Regions from separate parts of the Macaca mulatta genome. Here region 1 is linked to region 2. The links are chromatin contacts, called in public Hi-C maps. All regions are on one chromosome and are shown on one strand. Each heading gives the region's core, a stretch centred on a gene start, on an enhancer-like site or on the middle of the called end of the contact. The rest is flanking DNA. Distances are from core to core; before and after follow the strand shown.

What was found. A called contact is a pair of places that touch in the nucleus more often than the background predicts.
Region 1: a contact with region 2 is called in a Hi-C map of CD4 T cells, with 5 times the contacts expected there. The contact joins the enhancer-like site here to the promoter of NEK9 in region 2. A contact is called at or near these places in 11 of 14 Hi-C or Micro-C datasets (CD4 T cells, blood, cortical neurons and 6 more).

The regions. Positions count from the first base shown.
Region 1 is chr7:148,489,347-148,496,179 of T2T-MMU8v2.0, forward strand. No RefSeq gene overlaps it. Among named protein-coding and RNA genes, the nearest start is that of FOS, 16 kb to the left of the region's middle. Within about 2 kb of position 2,920, at least 37 of the 40 cell types and tissues checked have an H3K27ac peak or open chromatin away from gene starts, as enhancers often do. A contact at or near this core is called in CD4 T cells, blood, cortical neurons and 3 more, where this site is marked.
Region 2 is chr7:148,320,227-148,326,721 of T2T-MMU8v2.0, forward strand. NEK9 (NIMA related kinase 9) reads right to left here and starts at 1,400. Exons shown (of 22, transcript NM_001265631.1): 1 at 1,035-1,400. The coding sequence starts at 1,253. It overlaps TMED10 (transmembrane p24 trafficking protein 10), which reads right to left. Exons shown (of 5, transcript XM_015144148.3): 5 at 5,791-6,495.

The DNA of each region.
Region 1 (6,833 bases), core at 1,670-4,169, 170 kb after region 2:
AGCTTAAAACAACACACATTTATTATCTCACAGTTTCTGCAAATCAGAAGTCCAGGTATAGCCAGATGCTTATCTAGCAAACTCCATCCATCTTCTGAATAGAACAGTATTGTGTTCAAGGTCTCGCAAGGGTGCAATCAAGGTGTCAGCTGAGCTGTGTTTTCAGCTGGATGCTTAAGTGGGGAAGAGTCCACCTCCAAGCTCACTCAGGTTGTTCACAGACTTTATTTCCTTGTGGCTGTGTTACTAAGAGCTCCGGTGTTTTGCTGGCTGTTGGCTGAAGGTTATCCTTCGGTTCTAGAGGCTGCCTTGTAAACTTCTTCAACATAGCTGCTCACATAATCAAGCCTGCAAGGAGAACCTCTCCAGCATGTCAGCAAGATGGGGCCATACACAGACAAAGACATCCCGTCACCTTTGCATTAAGAGGCAAGTCTCAGGTTCCACCTGCACTCAGATGGAGGGAATTACACAAAGGTATGGACATCAGGAAGCAGGAATTACTATGGGTCACCCTAGGATTTGTTATCCACAAGAGATCACATTATCTGCTTAGAATTTCAAACAAATAATAAAACCAAAAAAAGTTGGTCTGCCTTTTACCATTTTTCCTTATTTAAAACTTTATTCTTGATAAAGAAAAAATGAGAAAACCCCAAAACTTTCTTCTTTAATTGGCAACCTTCAAAAAAGATATTCACAACAGGACTCAGAGCAAGGGCAGAGATCCCCAAACAGATGGTTTTTCCTTAATTCCTCAGGCTGGAGCAGAGTTTAAACCGAGCTGGAATCACTCCGACTCTGGCCACAACCTAATCTCTACATCCTGGCCTCCATCATTGGCTGGAAGCTGATTTGCTTCGTCCAAGGGCCTAGTTTGAGGGCATTCATGGCTTCTGCAAGTTTGAGCATCACTTGCTCCTGGTGCTGGCAGTGCCACTCAGCCATGGACTGGAGCACCACTTGGTTTGGAGCTTGTACCAATAGGAGCTGTAAGCCACGACCTCGGTGAGGTCTGAAGACTCTAGAGCCTTCAGTTGGAGCATGGCCTTGCTCATCGGTTCGATGTAAGGGATTATGTATCCGGGTCTGTTGGGGGAAGGGGATGAGAGCTCCCAGGTAGGGCATCCAGGCCAGCACTGGTCACACTCAGGTCTTTGAGCAGTCTGCCTTTTAAATAAACACTATGAGCTGGCAATTCTAATGTTGTCAGTGACAAAGTACTTCTTCCTGAAAATATCTTTTGTTGTTTTAAGTTCTAAACATTTGCTGGGATTACTATTGAGTTTGAATAATGTAATACGTACCCTTCATTTTTAAAAATTACTTAAAAAACAGAGATAACACAGTGACTGTGAGGACTGAATTTGGGTTGCTTCTGTTCCATGTAACCATTTGGAGTTTTTGTGTTTCAAATTTAAAACTGTGAAGCAGTGTGATACAGTGCTTTGCCATGTTTTTATTTGACAAATGCACATTTTAGTTAATACATCAAATATTTTTACTAGATTTGAAAATTATCTTTAAAATAGATAATTCCTTTTGCTTATTTTATTTATTTTTAAAAGAGGGTCTCCCAGTGTCACTCAGGCTGGAGTGCAGTGACTGCAATCAAGGCTCACTGCAGCCTCGACTGCCCTGGCCCAAGATCTTCCCACCTCAGCCTCCCAAGTAGCTGGGATCACAGGTGTGTGCTATTATGCCCAGCTAATTTTTTTATTTTTATTTTTGTAGAGTCGGGGTCTCCCTATGTTGCCCAGGCTGGTCTAGAACTCCTAGGCTCAACTGATCCTCCTGCCTTGGCCTCCCAAAGTGCTGGGATTACAGGCGTGGACCACAGTGCCTGGCCCCTTTTGTTTATTTTAAATCTAAGGAAGACTCGAGAAAAAAACATTACATCAGTAGTATGATTTAGGAGTTGCACTACTAATACTAGGTAAGTTTCTCTTGTGCTGCCTGGAAATAAAAATAAACACTCAACACTAACTTGGGGCTCACAACATGCTTGACACTGTTCCAAACACACACACACACACACACTCATTTTAAAAGTCCTCATCTACTCTTAAAGGTAGGTCCTGTTAGTCTGGGACCCAGAGATCTGCTCAAGATCATCCAACTGGAGTGGCAGCGCTGAAATTTGAGTCCAGGCAGTGTGGCTTCAATGCCTGAACTCTTAGCCATTATAAAGGAAAAACAAAGCAAAATCAGTATCCCCAACAACCTTGCAGGCAGGGAGGCCCTCAGAAGGGACAGGAGAGGCCGGGCGCGGTAATCCCGGCACTTTGAGAGGCCGAGGTGGGCGGATCACCTGAGGTAAGGAGTTCGAGACCAACCTGGCCAACGTGGTGAAATTCTGTCTCTACTAAAAATGTAAAAAATTAGCCGGGTACGGTGACGCGCACCTGTAGTTCCAGCTACTTGGGAGCCTGAGGCGGGAGAATCGCTTGAACCCGGGAGGCGGAGGTTGCAGTGAGCCGAGATCGCGCCAGGGCACTCCAGCCTGGGCGATCGAGCGAGAGTCCATCTCAAAAAAAAAAAAAAAAAAAAAAAGGAAAAGAAAAAGTAGGGACAGGAGGGTTTCCTTCCGTTCCTGACCAGCCCTTGCTGGCCCCTGGGCAGAGGCAGCGCCGGCTTCCAGGAACCTCAGGGAGGGACGTTTGGGAGTGCTCTCTCAGCGTCCCCTTCACCGCCCTCTCTACACCCTTGCCGCGCTCCTGTCCTCGTCCGCCAGGCCAAAGTTTCTCCTGGCCCTTCCCAGCTTCCGGCCCTTCGCTCCAGGCCAGGTCGCAGGGCCAGGCGGTGCCAGGAGCTCGCGAATCCTCTGTTTACTGTTTGGTTTCCACGGTGACACGTAGGCGCCGTCAGCGACTCCCGTCACCGCCCCGCAGCGCGGTCCCCACCCGGCGCCGTGACGTCGGCCCTCCGCTTCCGCTCTGCCCATATTTGGCTCAGCCACTGCGCAGCCGGCCCGGGATAGGCTGAGGGCGGGACTCCCGCCGCGCCCCGCCCCCGGTTCCTGCCCCGCCCCCTGGAATGCTGGGCAGAGGCTCCGAGCCACGAGACCCCCGCCCCCTGCCCCGGGACCCACCTGGGCGGAGGCGAGGGCAGGGGCGCTGGGGGCCCAGAGAGAGGACGCCGCGATTGATGGATGAGCTGTTTCCAGCATTCCTGTGCGTCTGCTGGTTGAGGCTGCAGTCAAGATTTGGGGCTGTCTCGTTTGTTGTGGGTGGGTGATCTGGGATCACGATTTTCTCACTCTGTGCCCGGAAATCATGCCATCCCTCGCCCAACGCTGTATTTTATAGGCTTCAACTCAAAATTTTCCTTCATGGCGCAATGGAAAGCTTTGAAGACCGCGGTTCTGGGGTCAGCGTTGCCTCTCGGGGGATAAGTGACCTTGGGAAGGCCACTTGCCTTTTCCTGGCCTGATAAAATGAACCGTGGGAGTGGTCCATAATGGTTGCAGCCTTGTCATCAGACTTGTGAGGGACTTCCATCACCCACTAACCACCCCCTCCCCAGGACATAACTGGAATATCAGTGAATTTCTTTGAGCATGGACCCCTACAGTTCTGCCCCCTGTGGTGACTGGATTTGTGTGTCTCTGCACCTTGCTCCTATTAGGCGCTTAATGAACTTTAGTTAACTGATTATTGAATGAATAATACGAATCACGTTCATAAATCCGGACCCCTGCAATTCCTCTTCCAGGCCGGGGGGCGGGGGCGGGGAGGGTAGGGGATGGGGGAGAATATTGCGATGATTAATAATCGCGCGGCAGGGTTGCTGATGTAAAGCGATTTGCAGATCTAAAGGGCAATAAGCATTCCTGGGAGAAATCCAGCGAGATTCCAGAAGTCTCTGAGGGAGCCGTGGGTGTGTACCGCCGGGCCCGGAGGGCGGGGGTGGGGCAGGCAGTGCCGCAGTGGCCACTGCTGGGGAGCCGATTGCAATTGCGAGGAGAAGCGTGGGGTTAATCCTTCAAGACGCCTGTCGCCATCCTCCCACCCCCATTCCTGCCCCCTAGATTCCCCAGTTCCTCTGGCTGAAGGAGTGTGTGTTTTCTAGAGTTTCAGAGCTGGAAGGCACATCGGAGACTTAATCTAATTTAACCTATTTCGCCAACAGGGAAATTAAAGCTCAGAGAAGTTGGTTCAACCATCCAAACTTGCACAGCTAGTTAGAAACTGATAAAAGTCAGGATATCTAGCTTCAAATAGTGTTCCACATCGCCTAGGTGCTTCTAACTTCCTGTGCTTCAGAACCCTGTTGCCTGGCTCAGCTGGTGGGTTGTACATTTAGGCTAAATATTGACTTCAGGGCTCTTAAAGAATGCCATTGTCATGTCTGCTGCCACACGCAGCCCTCACCATGACACCAGGGCCTAGGGGGATGGCCAATAATTGTGTACTTCCTAAAGCCTCAAGCACTCCTCCTTAGAGGGCTGGAATGGTCACCCCTGTCCAGGGAACAGGAGTTGGCTGTTCTGAAACTAGTCTTCGTCTAGCAGTTGGTCACTTTTCACAGTTACCCAAGCCTTGCATTAAACTTTTCTCAGCCAAGACTACAGCAGGAGGCATGAGTAGCCCTAACCCTTTTCTGCTGTTTGGAAGTCTTCTCAAGGCACACGGAGGTTCCTTGCTGGGGGTGGGGAAGAGTGCCTCTTTAATGCTGCTCTCTTTGTCTTTCCCCTTTCAGTCTCACCCAACTTCCTCTTAACTGGGGGTGTTTCTTCTCTAACTTCTAGGCTGAAAATGAAGGCAACTCGGACTAAGAAGACGACTGCTTTCCAACTGCCCTCTGGCCCTGCAGCCCGCGGATTTGAGGAAGGAGCTGGGATCCTTCCCCTTGCTCCCTGGTTGTTCTCGGAGTTACAGCAGCCCCGCGGCAGCTCTGCCTCCTAGTGCACATGTGAGGCAGCGCGCCCTTCTCATCCAGAAGCCTCCTCGCGGTGCTGCCAGCAAGGGAGTTTTTCTGTATTCACTCCGGTGGAACAAGCGAAACTTGACAACCCCAAGCCAAACCAAAACACACGAGCCATTGTAGCCTTTTCTGTCTTTGGTTTCTTTCTGAGGATCTGGTCGATTTGGATGCAGAAAACATGCCTGTTGCTGCTGCGAAGTCTGCTCTTTCTCTTCCTGCTATCCGAACCCTGCCCCTCCTTTCAAATTCAGGTCAGGTGCGGTGGCTCACCCCTGTAACCCCAGCACTTTGGGAAGCTGAGGCAGACGGATCACTTGAGGTCAGGCGTTTGAGACCAGCCTGGCCAACATGTTGAAACCCTGTCTCTGCTCAAAATACAGAATTTAGCTGGGCAAGGTGGCAGATGCCTGTAATCCCAGCTACTTGGGAAGCTGAGGCAGGAGAATTACTTGAACCCGGGAGATGGAGGTTGCAGTGAGCTGATATCAGGCCACTGCTCTTCAGCTTGGGTGACAAAGTGAGACTGTCTCAAAAAAAAAAAAAGCCTATTTCAAATTCCACCCCTTACCTAAACACTTTTCCTGACTTTCCTTTCCTATGCGTCTTTTTTGTTTTTTATTTTTGAGCTGGAATCTCACTGTGTCACCCAGGCTGGAGTGCAGTGTCGCAATCTCCGCTCACTGCAACCTCCGCCTCCCGGGTTCAAGCAATTCTGCCTCAGCCTCCCGAGTAGCTGGGATTACAGCCACCCGCCACCATGCCCAGCTGATTTTTTGTATTTTTAGTAGAGATGGGGTTTCATCATGTTTGTCAGGCTGGTCTCGAACTCCTGATCTCAAGTGATCCACCCGCCTTGGCCTCCCAAAGTGCTGGGGTTACAGGCATGAGCCACTGCGTCCAGCCATCCTATACGTCTTTTGAAATATGGCTGTACACAGGTTCCGCACCCAGTGTGCACTTATATAGTGTGTTTCTTTATTGGGGTCCAAGTCTGTACGTCTTTTTTGTTCACAGACCCCAGGGTGCCCAGCACAGGGCTGGGGACACAAACTGCTCTCAATAAGCCCTTGTTTATTGAATTGATTGATTAGTTTCCACAGAAACAACCCTGAGCTTTTGCTTCGATAAACCTTCCTAAAGAACTCTTAGTTCTTTAGGGACTCTGGATAGTGATCTAATCAAATATGGCCTTGCACAATAAGTCGTTTCACAAAGCAATTTCACAAGAGAACAGTAACATCACCCAGAGTGGGATGAGGAAGTCTGAAATTTGAAGAGGACTCTCAGAAAGATGAGGAGAGTGGCGGTGGTGTAGACAGGTCAAAGGACAAAGACTTAGGAGAGATGGGCCTCTGCTTCCGGGATAGAAGATGCAGCTCTAAGGTTAACTTCATATCCAGACTCTACCACTTGCTGTGTGTCCCTGGACAAGTTTACTCTTCTCTCTGTGCCTCAGTTTTCTCATCTGTATAAAAAGGCTGGGCGTGGTGGCTCCTGCCTGTAATCCCAGCACTTTGGGGGGCCAAGGTGGGAAGATCACCAGAGGTCAGGAGCTCGAGACCAGCCTGGACAACATGGTGAAACCCCATCTCTACTATAAATACCAAAATCAGCCGCGTGTGGTGGCACGCGCCTGTAGTCCCAGCTACTCTGGAGGCTGAGGCAAGAGAATTGCTTGAACTCAGGAGGCAGAGGTCGAAGTGAGCCAAGATCGCATCACTGTAGTCCAGCCTGGGTGACTGAGCAGACTCTGTCTCTAAAAAAAAAAAGTATCCATCTCATAGTGATACAATGAGGGTGAATTAGTTGGTATTTGTAAAGTGCTAAAGCAGCATCTTGCACCTCATAAGTACCATGTAACTGTTTGTAAATGAATTTTCCAGCTTAGCTGTCTTGTTGATGGAATG
Region 2 (6,495 bases), core at 150-2,649:
ACTCTAACATCATACATTAACGTGGCTTCAGGATAAAAAAGAACACTTAAAAATATTTTCTTGCAACCACTTCTCTCCTTCTCCATCTTTCAGCCTTAAAAGTATGCTGGCTTGGAACACACACCAGAACTGCAGATGGATGGATCACTTTCGGCAACCCCAGCAAGTTCTCATTAAATGTTTACCCTAAAGTAAGATTTTATGATCAAAACCAGTATATCGTTAGTTTTTGGAAGTAGAATCATCACTGCAGGGTTTTACACTAGTATATATTCTTAACTTGGGATTCCGTGATCCATGGATCTCTCCAAAGGATGTGCCTATGTGCAAATGTGTTGATGGAGGGGGTAAGATTACTTTGCTTATGTTAGGTTCTCAAAGGGGTCCTTGTGCCCCCCAAATTAAGAACTAATGGCTTAGAATATACCAACAGAGTACTTCCCATGCATAAACCCTGTAGGATAAACACTGATAAAGAACCAACACACAAAGATCTTCCCAATGAGCTTCAAGAAAAGCTTCCAACTGAGTGATCACAGCTGATCTTAAAGATAATGACACAAACTACGGAGGTGCCACCGGTGTGGGGATTTTGAAGCTATGCCCGTCCTCCTCACCCCGACCTTGGAAAACTATATATACAGCATGAGGGGAAGGAAGTTTTGGCAATACCTCACATTCGTATACCACTTTAATTTACAGAACAAGCGCCTTCGTTTCATTCTCAAGATAATCTTAAAAAAAAAAAGGATGATTTCAAGGTATTATCAGTAAGCCCATTTTACAGATGGGGATGCTAAAGCTCAGAGACGGTTAGGTGACTTAGGCCAATCAAAAATGACTAGTTAGTCAAACCAATGATCTTGCCAATTTCTAGTGCCGATGAGTGGGAAGAGCGGTGAAGACCCTGACACATATATCCTGTGGGCGCCTAAAGCACTAAGCTCACGACGCTGAGAAAGCGGGGCCGGGAAGAAAGGACTCGGGGCGACCCGACAGCGCCAGACAGGACGGCAGGTGCCGAGGGCCGCTACCTCGGTGCGGCGGTACAGCGTGGCTTCCCCGAAGGCGCCGCGGCCCAGGACGCGGATAGGGATGTAGTGCAGCTCCTCCTGCTCCGCCGCGCCGCCGCCGGCTCGCGGCCCCTGACTAGCGCTAGGCCCCGGACTCGAGTCCCCGCAACCCCCGGACTCGCTCCCAAAGTCCGAGTTGATGGAATCGCAGTGTCGTTCGTACTCGCCCAGCACCGACATGGCGGCGACCGCGGGCCTTCGGGACCGGCCTGCGTATGGCCGGAGGCGCTAGCCGCGCTGCGTCCCGCTCGCTTCAGATGCCGGCCCGCGGATCCGTCAGCCCAGCAACCCCGCGAAGCTCCATGGTGGCTCCTGCCCCCTGACCCGGAAGCAGTTCTCTGTGTTTCCGGCCCGGCTGAGTTTCCCCCGCCTTTGTTTGACAGCTTGGCTAGTCTAGCGGCCAAGGCTTCCCGCTTTCGGGGAAGGCCTGCTAAGTGAGGCTTCGGGCTGGGATTGGCGGGCGCGTGGTGGGAACTGCGTGGAACCGAAGGGCTCCCACGGGAACAAGGGCATCACTGACAGTACGGCCTCTCGGGTCTCTTTACCCTCCTCTGCCTCCCTGGTCCGGTCCCCATACAACTTCGAGGTTCAGAGGTCGTCCAGTCTCATCTTGACCTCAGGTCTGTGACAAGAGGGTGATTGGGGAAGCATTCCCAGTGTACACCTTCTTTCACCTTTCAACGTTGGACAGCATTCTTTTTTAGAAAGATAGTATAGTAAAGATAATATGGCCGGACAAGGTGGCTTACGCCTGTAATCTCAGCATGTTAGGAGGCCGAGGTGGGCGGATCACCTGAGGTCAGGCGTTTGAGACCAGCCTGGCCAACTGGTGAAACCGCGTCTCTATAAAAATACAAAAATTATCCAGGCGTGGTGGCAGGCACCTGTAATCCCAGCTACTTGAGAGGCTGAGGCTGGAGAATCAATTGAATGGAAGGAGGAGGTTGTAGCGACCCGAGATCGCGCCACTACACTCCAGCCTGGATGACAGAGCAAGACTTTGTCTCAAAAAAAAAAAAAAAAAAGTAATATAGACAGCCTAAATGTCCGCCTCCTGTCATCTCAGTCCCTGGTTCCAGTTCTTTCTCCCAGAGCCATCCTAAGTCCCTCCCTCTTCTACACAACTCCAAAAATATTTTAAGTCAACTTTCCTGACACTTTCCTTCTCCCCCGTCTCTTTTTCCAGGTTCAGTTTATTCAGATTTTTCCAGATCTTTGACCATATGATCTCATGAAACATTGAGCATTCGGTGCCACACACTGTTTGGGAACAGGAGATCTGCAATAACATGCTCCCTACCGTCAAGTAGGAAAACAGCAATATGGTGAACAATAGGTGTTCCATCAGTTATGTGACCTTGGGCAACTTCTCATCTCCAAGCTTGTTTTTGAACTCTATAAAAAGTTGTGAGAATATGGTCTACATCACAGACATAACAGCTAACATTTATTGAGTGTTATGTTCTGGGTACTATGCTAAAGGTTTTTCACGTATTATCCCACATTATTATGTATTATCCTGTGTATTATGTATTATCCTAACATTCCCATTTTACAGAAACAGAGTCACCTAAGTTACCTGCTTAATGTGACAGACCTAGTAAGAGGGAGCTGGGAAGTTAAACCCAGCAATCTGAAAAAGCAGGACGTGATAGGGCTAAGAGAAAGCCATGTGACTAGCCGGGCGTGGTGGCTCACGCCTGTAATCCCAGCACTCTGGGAGGCCGAGGTGGGTCGATCACTTGAAGCCTGGAGTTCGATTCCAGCCTGGCCCACATGGTGAAACCCTGTTTCCACTAAAAATACAAAAATTAGCGGGTGTGCACACACCTGTAATCCCAGCTACTTGGGATGCTGAGACACAAGAATTGCTTGAACCGGGGAGGCGGAGGTTGCAGTGAGCCAAGATCATGCCACTGCACTTGAGCCTGGGTAACAGAGCGAGAACCTGTCTCAAATAAATACATAAAAATAAATTGTGTCATACGGATTTGTGAAAAGTTTCTACTTTAAGAGAGCTTACAATTCATGTAACAGAAAACCACCAGGCAATTAAAACAGTTTGTATAAGGGCTATAAAGTGCAAGATTCTAGAAAGGCATTTAGGAGGGGCATCTGTCCAAGCCAAACTTGCTGTGTGAGTGCAGGCTCCCTGGAGGAATATACAAAATGTTAAGTCCAATGGTGGCTAAATAAACTAGAGATATCATTCCAGGTAGAGGCCATTCCATCTACATCCTCCTATTAATTAGAAGGCACTTTGAGGATAGGTATTGCCTCTTGTTTATCTAGATAAACTCGAGTTTAGTTTGGCTTAAATCTGTTAATTCTATTAACTGTTAATTCTGTTATTCTTGGTTAATCTGTTAAACAGAAAAGATGCTCAATAGTTTCTCAGTTGAATGGGAAAAAAAATGACTTAAAATTGGGAATGTTGACTTTCAAAGAGGCTGAATAGATTTCAGCCAAAGCTTAAAAATTTATTTTTTTCTGGCACCTTTGCAACGAGGAACTAGTTTTCTATAACTTGGTTGGCCTGAAACTGAATTGTTCTAATGATAATGCATGGATACTACAAGCTTAGAAGAAACATGTCCTATTACAGAGCAGAGACATTCCTGCCGAATTCTTCATTATACTGGATCTAACTGAAACTAATTGTCTTACCTTTGAATATTCATAAGTTCAAAAATAGTCAACATTTATTCTAATGGTATAACTTTTTTTTTTTTGGAGACAGTCTCACTCTGCACCCAGGCTGAGTGCAGTGGCATGATCTCAGCTCACTGCAACCTCCACCTCCCAGGTTCAAGTGATTCTCATGCCTCAGCCTCCTGAGTAGCTGGGATTACAAGCATCTGCCACCACACCCAGCTAATTTTCATATTTTTAGTAGAGAGGGGTTCTGCCATGTTGGCCAGGCTGGTCTCGAACTCCTGACCTCAAGTGATTGGCCTGCCAAAGTGTTGGGATTACAGGCGTGAGCCACTGCACCTGGCCAAGGTGTAAAATTTTAAAGCGCCTTTGGCTGAAACCAAACTATTTCCACATTTTACTCTAACAAGTGAATGGTTAGAATGCTATTTTGCAGAAGTTTCCAATTTGTGAATGGCAAATTCCCAGGGGCCATAGAGTTACTGTCAAGATGAAAGAACCTACCAAAGACCAACCCAAGTTTATACCCTTCACTGTCTGCCACAGTAGCCACTAGCTACATGTAGCTACTGAACACTTGAATTGTGGCTAGTCTAATTTTAAGCTATCGATGTGGTATAGCTTGAAATACACACTGGATTTTCAAGATTTTACATGAAAAATGGAATACAAAACATCTCCTTAACCATTTTTATATTAACTATATGTTGAAATAATATTTTGGGTATATTAGGTTAAATATACTACTAAAAATAATTTTTGGCTGTGCGCGGTGGCTTATGCCTATAATCCCAGCATTCTGGAAGGCTGAGGTGAACAGACCACGAAGTCAGGAGTTCGAGACCATCTTGGCCAACATGGTGAAACCCTGTCTACTAAAAATACAAAAATTACCTGGGTGTGGTGGCATGTGCCTGTAATCCCAGCTACTTGGAGGCTGGAGAATCAGCAAATTTTTACCTGTTTTTACTTCTTTAATGTGATGCTAGAAAATTTAAAATTATACATGCATCTCAACATTATATGAGACACCACTGCAACAGACTGAATAAATGATTTATAAAGCATGTATTGGGCTGGGTGCAGTGGCTCATGCCTGTAATCCCAGCACTTTGTGAGGCTGAGGTGGGTGGATCACGAGGTTGGGAGTTTAAGACCAGCCTGGCCAACATGGTGAAACTCCATCTCTACTAAAAATACAAAATTAGCTGGGCATGGTGGTACATGCCTGTAATCCCAGCTACTCAGGAGGCTGAGGCAGAATTGCTTGAACCCAGGAGGCAGAGGTTGCGGTGAGCCAAAATGGCGCCATTGCACTCCAGCCTGGGCAACAAGAGTGAAACTCCGTCTCAAAAGAAAAAAAAAATTATTCCCAAATAATGGGAACCACTACACTACAGACTATGGATTCATAATAAAATTTATGTGAGGGAGAACAGAGGTAAGAGGATAAATAAGAGGCCAGCCAGTCAGTGTGCAAAGCACTTCATATTGGCTCTTGGAAAGCTTTGTGAAAAATGTTCAACTGTAAGTGAAAGGAGAGGAGAAAAGGCCTTTACCTCCTGGAGTGGGGTTTTGCATTGGATATGACAGGCCTAAAAAGTGAGTCCTGAAGGGTCATATATTGGGGGGGGTCTTTTAGGCTTTTAGGAATGAAAGGCAAGGGAGACGGCTTTCTGTAGGAGTGATTCTATGTAGTTGCAATTTTAATTGCAAAAACCACAATCACTTTTGAGCGAACCTAATAGTAACAGTTTCCAAAAGAGACAAGATAGAATAAAATGCCTAGCTTACAGAACCATATTTGGTCTGAGGATGCAAAATTAAGGATTCTTAATTATATATACATATATATGTATAAAATTTACATATATTACATACAAAAAATATAATCTTTTACTAGCTCATATAAACTATCGATCTGCAGTAACTGAAGAATAACAATATTTTTTCTCTAATTCATCAGGTATCATTTGCCGTAATTTAAAATGGAGAAATATGGAAGAATTATCACCAGTCCAGACATAGAAGTACTCAAGAGTAACAGAACATACACCTAAAATGGTTTCTGCTAGCCTTTATTTGAGAAAATTTACACAAAAATCCCCAATCCAACATTTACAAGTGAATCTGTATAAATCCCATATGCCTCTTTCCCAAAGAAACCGAAAAATGGCTTTATGACAGGGCTCCATGACAATGGTATACAAGGCTTACTTAAACTGCATCATTCTCATTTATACAGACCATTTTGGATAATATGCTCAAAAATGGAGGAAAGCACATAACACCCCTGATTTTAAAGCTTATTTGCTCTTGTGTCAGTCTTTTGTCAAAGGCAAATACTTTTACTTTTTGGATAAAACCAAGGTATAATATCAATTAACTTTTAAACCAAAAGCACAAAATGTCCCAGCTGATAGGCATGAGTAAAGGGAAGGGACATGAAAGAATGTCATCTCCTACAAAGCTTAAGTTTAGGGTCACACTTGGGAACAAAAGCATCAGCAACATAAAATATTCTCTTCTCCTATCTTCTTGACATTTTATCACATCAGAAGAACATAACTAACAGAGTAGCTTTCATTGCTCCTAAAAAGGGGAAAGGCACCAGTCAGAAATAGGAAAGAAAATCTTGTTAGGCTAATGGTACATAATAGAATTTCACATTTAAAAGTTTAAAGATGGAGGCCGGGCATGGTGGCTCACGCGTGTAATCCCAGCACTTTGGGAGGCTGAAGTAGGCGGATCACTTGAGGTCAGGAGT